Regions from separate parts of the Mus musculus genome. Here region 1 is linked to region 2. Evidence: chromatin contacts called from public HiChIP or PLAC-seq data. All regions are on one chromosome and are shown on one strand. Each heading gives the region's core, a stretch centred on a gene start, on an enhancer-like site or on the middle of the called end of the contact. The rest is flanking DNA. Distances are from core to core; before and after follow the strand shown. Region 1 holds the start of Bcas3os1 (breast carcinoma amplified sequence 3, opposite strand 1). Region 2 overlaps Bcas3 (breast carcinoma amplified sequence 3).

The links. HiChIP or PLAC-seq counts read pairs in DNA pulled down with a chosen protein or histone mark.
Region 1: an H3K27ac HiChIP or PLAC-seq map of heart atrium shows a contact between it and region 2, with 3 times the contacts expected there. The contact joins the promoter of Bcas3os1 here to the enhancer-like site in region 2. A contact is called at or near these places in 3 of 39 promoter capture datasets (cranial neural crest and liver), 1 of 484 Hi-C or Micro-C datasets (group 2 innate lymphoid cells), 5 of 115 datasets of contacts at active chromatin or transcription factors (bone marrow-derived macrophages, cardiomyocytes, differentiating embryonic stem cells and 2 more) and 1 of 9 other capture datasets (liver).

The regions. Positions count from the first base shown.
Region 1 is chr11:85,717,051-85,723,339 of GRCm38.p6, reverse strand. It overlaps Bcas3os1 (breast carcinoma amplified sequence 3, opposite strand 1), which reads left to right and starts at 3,596. Exons shown (of 6, transcript NR_045875.1): 1 at 3,596-3,643. All of the region lies in intron 22 of Bcas3 (breast carcinoma amplified sequence 3), which reads right to left. RefSeq lists an enhancer at 1-5,269.
Region 2 is chr11:85,573,041-85,579,224 of GRCm38.p6, reverse strand. Bcas3 (breast carcinoma amplified sequence 3) reads right to left here. Exons shown (of 24, transcript NM_001166643.1): 20 at 2,343-2,443. Among named protein-coding and RNA genes, the nearest start is that of Bcas3os1, 140 kb to the left of the region's middle. Within about 2 kb of position 4,509, at least 20 of the 459 cell types and tissues checked have an H3K27ac peak or open chromatin away from gene starts, as enhancers often do. A contact at or near this core is called in heart atrium, where this site is marked.

The DNA of each region.
Region 1 (6,289 bases), core at 2,347-4,846, 150 kb before region 2:
TCTTTTTTTTCTGGTGATTGTGGTGTGTGTTTGTGTGTGGCTGTGATGTGTGTATGTGTGTGACTATGATGTGTGTGTGTGTGTGTGTGTGTGTGTGTGTGTGACTGTGATGTGTATGTGTGTGTACAGGAGCACACTGGAAGACCCGCTCAAGCACTCACTATCTTAGTCCTTTGAGACAGGGTCTCACACTGAACCTGAACTAAGACAATGGTTAGTAAGCCCCAGATATCCCGTTGTCTCATTAGGGTCACACTTAAATGACCACATCTAGCCGCCCTCACTGGGGCTAGAATGGAACCTGAACTAAATCTAGGCATGGGTCATAATCCTCACATGAGGTCCACATGCATCCTAGCCCAGCAGACCACACTATCGCATTGCTGACTGGTTCAGGAAGGAAAGGAAAGAAACAATTGCTAGGTATCTGTTACCTCTGGTGACATGCATTGCCTCAGATGATCTTCAAATGTCCCAGTGCGGTACCTAACATAATGGGACGAAGTGGACCATTGAGATGGTTCAGTGGTGAAGGCTCACACTGGCAAGCCTGACCACCTGAATCGTTAGAACCTGCAGGTGGAGGAGGAGAATTAACTCCTACAAGATGTTCTCTGACCTCTACACATGCTATGGTATGAACAAATGCAGACCCATATGTACTTACAAAAAAATAATAAATAGCCGGGCGTGGTGGCACACGCCTTTAATCCCAGCACTCAGGAGGCAGAGACAGGCGGATTTCTGAGTTTGAGGCCAGCCTGGTCTACAGAGTGAGTTCCAGGACAGCCAGGGCTATACAGAGAAACCCTGTCTCAAAAAAAAAAAAAAAAAACAAAAAAACAAAAAAACAAAAAAAAAACCCAAAAAAGACAAAAAACAAAACAAAACAAAAATAATAATAATAAATAAATCTACAATTAAAGTATAGCTGTCCCCTGAGAGGCTTTGCCAGAGCCTGACCAATACAGATAGAGAGGCTCTCAGCCAACCATCAGACTGAGCACAGGGACCCCAGTGGAATAGTTAGGGGAAGGACTGAAGGAACTGAAGGTGTTTGCAATCTCATATGAAGAACAACAATACCAACTAACCAGACCCACCCCCCCCCCGCCCCCAGGTCCCAGAGTACACATGGAGGGACCCAAAGCTCCAGCTACATATGTAGCAGAGGATGGCCTTATATGGCATCAATGGGAGGGGAGGCCCTTGGTCCTGTGAAGGCTTGATGTCCCAGCATAGGGAAGGGAGTGAGTGGCTGGGTGGCGACCCCCTCGTAGAAGCAGGGAGGTCTCGTCTTTTCCCTTTCCTATAGGATTATCATTTGATTATAGAGTAACTGCTGAATTACTCTATTGGGTTTATCCTTTTATTTCCCATCACTGCCGACTTAGGTACAGACTGAAACCAGGGTTTCATGTGCTCAGCAAGTGCTTGGCAGCTGAGCTACACACCCAGTCTGCATTCCCCCGGACTTTCCAAACAGCAGCTACATGGCCTCTAGAGAGGCCAAGGCAGAAAGATGAGTGTTCAGCTTTGTCCTTTCAATTTATTTTGTTTGTCTTTTGTTTTTGAGACTGGGTCTCACTTTGTAGCCATGGCTGGCCTAAAACTCATTATGTATATAGGGGCTGGCCTTGAATTCATAGAGATCTGCCTGCTTCTGCTTCCTGAGGGCTGGGATTCAAGTCACCATACCTAGCTTTGTCTCTCTCCATTTCTTACCTTTTCTCAATATACTGTATAGCTCGCATAGAAATGGTGTGAATAGACACCCTTGTTTCATTTCTCTTCATAAAAGAAACCTCAAGTGACAGGTGGTGGCACACACCTTTAATATCAGTGCTCAGGAGACAGAGGCTTAGAGCCAAGGCTACTGAGGGAAAACATGTCTTGGAAAACCAACAAAACAACCCCCCTAAAGAACAAAACCACCTCTGGCTTCATAAAACCAAAACAAAGCCCACCCTAAACACTAGGGCTCTGCCTGTTTCCTTCTATCTTTGAATCGTTAAACTAAGCCTAAAGTGCCGAAGAGTCATGCTAACGCCACACCAGTTGCTATGCCATCTCCGGATACCTCCGAAAGAACACATTCGAGGCGTTGGTAGTCCAGGCTAGCCTTAGAATACTGGAGGTAGCCAAGGTGCTCTTAAACTTCTGATCCTCCTGTCTCAGCCTCTCAAGTTCAAGGGCGATTAAGCATGAACCTCTGTGCCCAGATTCTAGAACCAGAAGCCTGCCAGGCTCTGGCCCAGCTGTGACCCCTGACTCAGGCATAGCTAGTTCAAACAAGAAGGTTCAATCTATTCCTGTGCATTTATGCGAAGACCAGCATGTCCACCCGAGATCATGAAGATGGTCCCATCCAACAGCACATCAGTTACCATTTTAGGTTTTGAAACTCGGGGGGAAAACATGCAGGGAAGAAATAAACAGCTTTTTTTTTTTTTTAATGTAATAACTGAAGAGTAATGAGGTTGGAAAACAGATGTGGACAGAGGGGAAATCTTGCTACAGTGTGGCCCACACAATCTGGGGAGGAATGATAAAAAGAAAAAACAACACAACTTTACAAGCTGTTTTGAGCCTGGAATTAAAAGGAGTAATCAAGCAAGGCTGCCTTATAAAGGGTCAAGGGGTAGCATCCTGCAGCGGAGAATAAGCAGAGCCCCTGCTCCTGGCCAGCTCAGGCCTCAGCCTGGGAAGAAAGGCTTCCCGGGGCAGCAGCTCTGCAGAGCAGATTCTTGATTCAGTGTTTAATAACTGCCATCTAACCTCCTTCCCCTGCCCACCCGCTCCCCAGGGAGGTACTTCCCTAATGGGTTAGCCCTTTTTAGTCTGGTTTTAGTCTCTGGCTCTTTATATTCTGAGTCGGGCAAGGGGGGGTGGGGTGGGGACCTCAGTCTATTCCTGTGACTTCCAGGCAAAATGTGTCAAATTAGATAAATGTGTCCGAGGCTGGGTTGCGAGCAGAGCACACTCACTCTTTCAATGGTCTCTTCCCACACCCCTTTCACCATGTCTGCCTCTCAGAGTCTATTCAAATGCATAAAACAATTCCAACTGAATCTTCACATGGGGTGTCTAGGGTTTTTTTGTTTGTTTGTTTGTTTGTTTGTTTTGTTTTTGTTTTTTTAAGCTTAGTATACATCACATTTGGGGAGCAACAGAGAGATGTGAATAGAGAGACCCCCAAGCCTGCCCTGTTTCTGAGGTTACCCACAGGAAGGCAACTCCCTTCTACGCCTGTGGCATTGTTTTGTTTATTACGCAGTGACTGTCAGGACACTTATCAGTTTACTAAACTGTGTTAGTCTGTACAGAGTGTCTCCCGACGTGGGGCTGTGAGAGAGCAGCCGTTGCAGTTGTCTGACTTGGCTTCTGAAAGCCTTCAACTACTGAAGTCCAGCCAGCATCTAATTTTACCCGTGAGTTCCAGGAGAGAAGAAAGCTGGTGGGAAGATTACAGAGTTCCTTGAAGCCCTGACCTACAACAGGAAGAGAGTTGTCAGCCGTCATGTCTCTCACCCTAAATTCCAAGGCAAACAACAGTGGCTGAACATTTTATAACACGTTCCCATTGTAAAATTGCATATTCCAGAAACCCGATGCTGGCTCCCTCATTTTCCATAGACCTCATGTAAGTACCAGCGCATGATCTTAAACTGAATATTTTTACTTGAGCTTTTCACTTCCAATTTGTCGAATGTACTTTGGCTTCTCTGACTTTCTTGTAAGGCGGTGGCAATCTGTTTTCACACTAACTCTTGTATGCATTCGGCTCATATCACTGAATTGGCGACCTGGGAATCTCTGAGGACACTGGTGTAAACGAATCACCACCGGGGTCTCAGGGGCTTTCTGTAAAGAGCGGGAGAAGGAGACTTTCCAGGTCTTTCGGCTCACCCGTCAGCAAGTTACTTCACTTCTCCTACACTCACCTGTGAAACGGGTGTATGAACAGCCGCGGCAGGGCAAATGTGAGGACTGATGACAGCCTACTTCGAGGGAGCTGCGCACAGTGCTTAACACAGAGAGGCATTGTCAAGTCTGTCCAAAGCAATGGGGAGAGTACCCACAGTCCTGCTCGGTGAGATGCCACAGTGGCACTCCTTTGGACAAAAGATGACCTCAAGTGCCCTAGAAGCACTAAGGGGATCAGCCAACAGGAGAGTTGGAGAGATAGGGGGTGTCTGGTGTCTACGGGAGATCTCCAACCTGATTGCCCTAGGCCAGGAATGGACAAGTGCCCACTCGAAGGCTGGTGCCCTTGGAACAGAACATGAGCCTCTTAGAAGTAGGTTGATGGAAAGGAAAAAACAAAATGGCTGGAAAAGTTCAACAGGTTCATTGAGCTCCAGATGCTAACCAACCTGCTTTCAGGGGTAGCACTTCCCATTGTTGCCAGAGACCGGTAAAGGACGGTAACAGACAACCTCAGCTTGGCCTGTGAGACAGATCACCTGGGCCCAAGCCCTGCAGCAATTACTGTGCTATGAAAGGCGGAGCTGGACTCTAATAAGTGAGAACAAAGAGCCAACCACCCTGGAACATTTAGCAGACCTCTGGGTCATTATCTGGCTCAGTTTCAGTGTTCTCAAATTCTGTGTGCTCTCGAGAAGAATGGAGATCCACAGATTAGTCCTCTGGGCACCCCTTATTATCCTCAGGTCCCTTCAAAATAAAAACACAAGTAAAAGTAAAACCCATCTAGCAGCTGCTACTACTTCAGCACTGACAGCATACTGGGTGCTACCTTTGCAAGAGGGAACCAGTTAGAAAGGGCTCAGATATAGAAAAGTGATATCCAGTACCAGCCAGGGAACAGCAAGGTTCTTTCTGGCACCCAAACAAGCTCTTTAGGAGAGAAGGGCTGTGCATACATAGACCCTTGGGTTTAAGAAGGAAACTCATCATCTAATCAGAAATGAAACAAGAATCCTCAAGAGCTCAAGGCTCATGGCAACATCTGTCAGTCTAGAATGGATTAATAAAATTACAAGGGATGGTAAAAATCTTATCTCAGAGGAATTACAAACACAAGTCCATATGCTACAACAGGATGGGACAGTCAGTGGTCAATATTTGGCCAGTGTTCTCTGTTTCCTCCCCTGTAAGACCAGAACACATGACAGAGGGCATATCCCAGGCCCATCACCCTTATTAGAAGGCCAGGGCGTAAGGAGTGAGCATCTTTCTGCTATAATACTTAATCCATTTTGTGATGTGTTCATGGGAATTTTGGGGAAGACCCTGCTGGAAGGAGGGCTCGTCAGAGGCGAGGGGCACGAGCACATGAATGAAGCTAGGAAGGTAAGGCATGCTAGGGAGATGCTTAGTAACAAGTCTGTCACACACACAGGGCTCCTCTAGGCAAGAAGTGGGAGTCGAGACGGAAAGCATCAGTTAGAACTGAAGTGGAAACAAGAGTTTGGGAAGTGTGTGCACACGGCATGTGCATTTCACTGAACAGTCATGAGCCCCCTGAGCAGCTTGTTGCTCGTGTTTGAACAGACTAAACGAAGGTCTCATATTTGTTGCAAGGCTGTCACTTCTTGGATTATATGATGGGTGGTCCCAGATCCATTTCTTCCATCATACCTCAATTGAGACATTATTTAAAGGCAGCAACATATAAGTCAACTGTCTTTCATCTCTAGGATGGAACCCCAGGGTCCTGAACATGTTACACAAACCTTTACCACTGAATTATGTTCCTAACCCTTGGCTTTGAAAGACAGTGTATGTTAGACTTGAACTTGCTAAAAGCCCTGGATGGCCTTGAGCTGACAATCCTCCACCTCCAACTCTAGAATGCTAGGCTCACAGGTATGTACCACCATCTGGTTCATTAAGGTTTTTGAGGAGAAAAATGCGTTGACATGAGAAAACTTCAGTTATTTTGGTTAAGATTCTTGCATGACTACTGGAGTATTCTAGTTAGGAGAGATTGAGTATATTTGTAAAGAAATGATTGAGTGCATGTGAAGAAATGACTGAAGATGTGTCAAAAGCCAGGATCAGTCTCTTTATCAGCTATATCATTTTTGTGCTGTTTTCTAAGCTTTAAGGCAAACATCTAGAGGTTTTTGAGAGGACCTGATGACTTTCATGGAACCATACTTAAGAACTACACTGAGTTCTTGCCTTTCTGCAGGTTGACGCCTGGGGTTGCTAATAGTTCTTGGGCCATAGGACAGAAATAACCCTAAACCTCTTAGGTTCCTTATGAAGTGACTGTTTTATGTGGCCCTGTCTCCAGCTGGCATTACCATCTAACTCCTCT
Region 2 (6,184 bases), core at 3,260-5,759:
AGTTCTTGAAAACTGTGCAGTTATTTTTGGCTCTCCAATGCTAAGGTAAGGAATCCAATAATTCCACATATGAAGCTGCTTTCCATGTATAATACTGCAATATATTGATGTTGCTTTCAATTATTCTTATATCTAATTTTATGTAAGTTTTATTTATGTGTATGGATCTGTGTGAGGACAAGTCACATGTGTGAACGTGCCTAGGGAGGGCAAAAGATAGCACAGGATCCCTAGGAACACAGTTACAGGCAGCTGTGAGCCAGCTGATGTGGGAGCTGGGGACTCAGGTCCTCTGGAAGAGTCAGTGCTCTTAACCACTAAGCTGTCTCTCCATCCCTCACATCTATTTTTACATAAAGGAGTTGTTATGTTTTCTCTCATGTAACCGACACTTGATCAAAATGTTTTCTCAACTGTCATAAACATTGACACAGGGATCTACACACAGTAAAACAGCAATGCAAACTTATAAGCATCCCGCTCCATGTAAAGGGTGGGGGAGTTGCTAGGATTATACTCAATAGTGTGAGAAAAAAAGCAAATTGAAGACGGGGCGGGTGGGGGGGGGACCCAAATATCATTACAAATGATCTTTGGAATAACAGTTTAAATAAATCTTCAGGAAAAATCAACCGACGATACTTCTACCAGACTTGACAGCGCTGTATTCACCTCTGTGAAAAGGCTTTATGAAGTGGCTTCCCACATTCCTTGAGTGTCCTGATTGTTTATATTTAATTAAGTTTCTCAGATTATGACAATTGAGTCTGAACAAAAACACAACTGACAAGGTTTGGAATGCGGTTGTGTGCAAGGCTGAGAGGATGCAGGCTCCCAATCTAATGTCGGGAAAGACAACACAGATCAAGGACAGTGATTTCCGTTTCTGGGAGTTGCATTCAGCAATGTAAATTAGGCCACAGATAAAGAACTGTGTGTATTTTAAGCTCCAAACCATGAGTGTCACAGAGCCGAGAGGTAAACAGATGCCTGTGCAATCTCACTGAGGCCGTAGCCAGATGTTGCCATGCTCACGCTCCTGTTGTGTGCAGGACGAACATATTGTATACACTTTCACACTGACAGCACACATTACCCCTGCTTCTAACGGAAAAGCTGAAGTGAAGGACAGTGGTTTCTTTGCCAGAGCTCTTGGACCAAGCTTGTGCACAATGGGATATTTTGTCTTGAGATCACAAGGAGAGGAAGGGCCTCAGCATGTGGGGAGCCGGACCGCTGATTACAGAGCATCTGTGAGCATAGCTGCGGTCATGGAATAAATACACGCTATGTAGAAATGGTTTATTCCTCCAGTTTCTAGAGTCACTTCAGCTTTCAGGCTATCTTCCCTGAGAACACCACAAAGGGTTCCACTTCTCAGAGGCACCTGTCTGATAAAAGCTGTCACACTGGTAATGTGATACAGGTCATTATCCTCCCCTGTGATGTCAGACTGGAGACAGACACAACAGCATCTGTAAGGAAGTCACTGTAATCGCTCCACTGTGAAATCTGCCTGAGTCTCTTTTATTTCAAAGCCCTTCACTTGAAGACCCAGTCACCTGGTAAGGCAAGGAGTGGCTGGCTGAAGCTGTTTTAGGAAAGGTTTAGAGGCCAATGACTGCAGCACGTCAAGGACAGGGATCCCAGGGGGAACTATGCACAAAATAATGTTCAGCTTCCCGTACAAACACATTTGGACATTTGTATGTGCTACGGCAAAGCAAACACTGGAGATAAATGTCAATAAAATCCAATGTGTGGAAACTTACAGCAACATTTCTGAGACATTATTTTCCTCATTAATTTATTTATTCACTTTACATGCCGATTGCAGACCCTACCTTCTCTCAGTTCTCTCTTCCCCTTCTCCTCTAAGAAAAGGAGAGCCCCTGTGAGCACCAACCAACCCTGATACATCAAGTTTATGCAAATCCTCTCCCACTGAGGCCAGACAAGGCAGCCCAGTGGGGGGAACAGGATCCACAGGCAGGCAACACAGTCAGTGACAGCCCCCTCTCCAGTTGTTGGGGGACCCATATGAAGACCAAGCTGCATATCTACTATATTAAGTGTAGAGGACCTAGGTCCAGCCCATGTATGCTCTTTGGTTGGTGGTTTAGTCTCTGGGAACACCAAAGAGTCCAGGCTAGTTGACTCTGTTGGTTTTCTTATAGAGTCCCTATCACCTCCTGGTCCCTCAAACCTTCCCCCAACTTGAGACATTCTTAATATGGAAATAATAATAATACCCAGTGACCAATTCTCTTCGTTTTCCAGTAAGGAAAAGAATAAACACAGATTTCTGTTCTCCCTTATTGTAGTAGCCCCGATATATTTACCTGGGAAAGCCATTCTTCATCTTCCTGTCCACTATGGTCAGAGGCTAAGCTGTCATAGGACCCATGTCGAGTAATGGGGCCAGGACTTCCAGGGGGAAGAGCTACAGGAGAAAGGAAAAAAAAAAAAGAACTTAGACCTTTGTGCACTGGAGATACAAATAATAGCATAATCAGCTCAGATAGATTCTATAACATAAAACACAGGAGCAATTCAAAGAACTAATGATCACACAAGTTCATAGAAATATTTCCCAATTAACAGTAAATGCTGGCCAGGCATGCTACTCAGAAGGCTGCTGGAGAGGATCTCCTGAGGTCGGCTGGGGCAAAAGGAGGGGGATTCATTAAAACAAACAAACAAACAAACAAACAAACAACAGTTGTGGAGACTTAGTGATGGGAAGAGCAGAAAAGAGCAACTAAATCCATCAGAACACGCACAACCTCAATTCACTGAGGTGACACACCTGTCTGCTGGAGGGTGGCCGGCTATGGATTCAAAGAACCCGGAACCCATACATAAAAATGCATGACATTTGATTGAGAAACACTTTCAATCACAGCAAAAACTCATTTATTCAGATATTGTCTTTCTCGGCTATTTCAAGTAATTTCCAGTAATCCTCAGCACTAAGATACAGTTGAAACTAGTCTGTATTCTTCTACAAAGGGAACCTTTAGTTAGTAAAAGCAATAGACTTTTTTTTTTTTTTTTTCATTTACGGGTGTCTGCTTGTTGGAAACAGACTTTTTTTTTTTTTAATGCAGCCCAGGATGGCCTCAAAGTCACTATGCAGCTAAAGTAAGCATGAATTTTGAACTACACAGGGTCTTACTGTGTACCTGTGGCTGGTCTAAAACTCATAGAGAACCTCCTGCCTCTGCCTTCTGAACGTCAGACCCAGGCTTGACTTTTTGCTGGGACTACAGCATCTGAACGAACACTAGGATTCTGCAGTGCTAGGAATCCAACCAAGGGCTTCCTGCACACTAAACAAGTACTGCACATGCAACCAAACACTTCTAACAGTCCCAGAGTTTACATGTCCACAGCCTCACTGCTCTTCTTCACTTGATCTTAGCCAAAAGGCCGAGAAGCGATCTCACTGCTCTTCTTGAAGGTACAATTATTCCTGATTTCTATGCATCTCTCTCTATCCCTACTTTAAGAAAAGACTTCATTTTAGGTTCACAGCAGAACTGGATTTCTCCCTCCAGAGAAAACAAGCAATGGGGTTAACTGGGAAACAGAACAAAAGAGAAGATATGGGGTGCAGGGGAGGGAAGGCAGGAGATGGGTAATAAAGAACCACAGATTAGGACAGGAAACAATCTCACCCAAAAGTTCCTTAGGCTAAACTGCTAAAAGGAAAATGAGCAATTTAAATATGCTTCATACAAATTCCACGAAATACTTAATACATACTCCCATGTAATACATACTCCCAGTAAAGGTGATGTCAATCTTATTTGATGATGCCAGATAAGGTATGGAAAGAACAAACTCAAGAAATAGATAGAGGAGGAGGAGGAGGAGGAGGAGGAGGAGGAGGAGGAAAAGACAATAACAACAATGACAAGGTACGACTCAAGGCAAGATTTTAAAAGACTCAAGCCCATAAAACTTTATCTGAACTTGTTTCAAGAAATGAAGTAAGATCTAATTTAGTAGTTATGGCCAGACATGAACATAGTGTTGAAATGTAAGATTTGCAATCGTCCAAACCATGAACTGCTAGCTCTACAAAATCATGGCTCTCTAGCACAGGCATGCTGATGTTTAGCAAGAAGCCCAAATGATCACAAAGCCACACAGCCACTTCGTTTATGAGGGCAAACAAAAGAGTAACATAACAATTTTCCATTATTTTCCATTGTTCCAACATTCTTTTGGAACGAATTCTGTTCTATACTGCACAGATGTTAAGTCAACTGATGTTTTCAAGAACAATGTTCCTGAATCATTCATCACCTTTGTTTGATGTTTGTTTGATTCTTGTCACAGACAGAACCAAGAGGAACCCTCAATTTCCTGTCCTCCGTTAAGTGTAAGGCTTAAGTTTTGTATTCTAGATAGAGCAAGTGACAGCAACAGATGGTTTGGCACTTACTAGGACTTATGAAGGTGGCAGGGATGGACTTAGAGCCTGGCTGCAGTGGAACCACAGCCAGACGACAGGGGCCTTGAGCTGGCCGTTTATTGGTTTACTGTGCTATTGTTATCTGGATATGGGTATGCTTGGAATTTCCCACGGGGGGGGGGGGGGAGGATGAGGAAGTGGGGTGGGGGAGGGGCCTCTCTGTCCTGTCTGCTTTACAAAGGAAGTAGTAAATATTCCAGATATACAACTCAGAAATGAATTCTTTGTATATGTGAAATAGTGACAATAAATAAGTCTCCTTTAAACTGCCAGAAGAAAAAGACAAGGAAATCATGAATTTGAACCTCCTTCACGGAGATTTTAAGGCCTTTTGCTCACCAGTTTGCTCTGGAAATATCACAATATAGAAAATTAAAATAAAGTGTACTTTTCATATTTAATGAGTATCTGGGCTGGAGAGATGGCTCAGCTGTTGAGAGCATTGGATGCTCTTCCTAAAGTCTGGGGTTCAATTCCCAGGACCCACGTGGCAGCTCATAGCTGTCTTAACACCTGTTCCAGGGGATCCAACAGATGTTAAGTACATCTCATACAGACATACCCAAAGGTAAAACACTAATGTATATACAAAATAAAAATAAATATATTATAAAAATTAAATGAATATCCTTTTTTTTCTCCCCTAGACTTATTGACATTTTAAATGTTCTCCAATCCCAGCAGGGAGGGTATTCAACATTTATGTCTTAGGGAGGGAATTAACACAGGAGACATTTATGTCTTAGGAGGGAGGTCACATGGAAAAATAACTGCAAATGCTGAAGCTAGTAGGAAGGGGAAAAAAACGTCAAAAGGAAAGTCTGACTGAACTAGGACTATCCACTTTGGTTAGAAATGAACCCAATCCTATGCTGAGGGATATGGGATGTGGTTGGGAGTTGACAGAATCTCAGCCACTCTGTTAGAGACTGCATCACTGCTGAATGGATTCAGGAAAGCAAGACAAACATCTGGTCTATCACCATGTCAAGATGCTCACTTCAGCAGGCAGAGCATTTCCTACACGTTTAAAAGTAGCAGGCAAAGTTCAGGAGCACGAAACAAGGAGCAGAGACTGGGTGCTAGGGAACACTGTGTATTGATTACCAATAATCTCATTAGAAACTAGATGATACCAAAAGGGATGAAATGTCACCAAACCTTATGTTACAGCTTTTTTTATACAAAATTCAGATGCAACATTAGAAAGGATTACAGTGAGTCATTGTTCACATTTTTAATAATGTACGCTAAAGAACTATTGTAATTTCAAAATGAGAGTTTTCCTTTAATTCATTTTTATGTATGTGTGTATTCTTGAGTGTATGTTCATATATAAGCCTCACACATTCAAGGGCCTATAGAGGTAAGAAGGGGCTTATAGATCTTTAGGAACTAGAGCTATAGGCTACAAGGGATGCCATGTGGGTGCTAAGAACTGAAACCAGGTCCTCTACAAGGGCAATAAGCATTGTTATCCACCAAGCCATCTCGGCAGCACCAAAAATGAGACTATTCTTGATCCTACTTAATACTTTGTGTATCTTGCAAGCCCAATCTGAAAGAAACAAGACACAGACCAACTACCTGAAGAAAAATTGTTAGCACCTTTACAAACATTTGTCAGCCTTATTATTTTTCTAGATTTATTTTATGTATATGAGTGTGTTGCTTGCATGTATCTATGTGTACCACACGTTG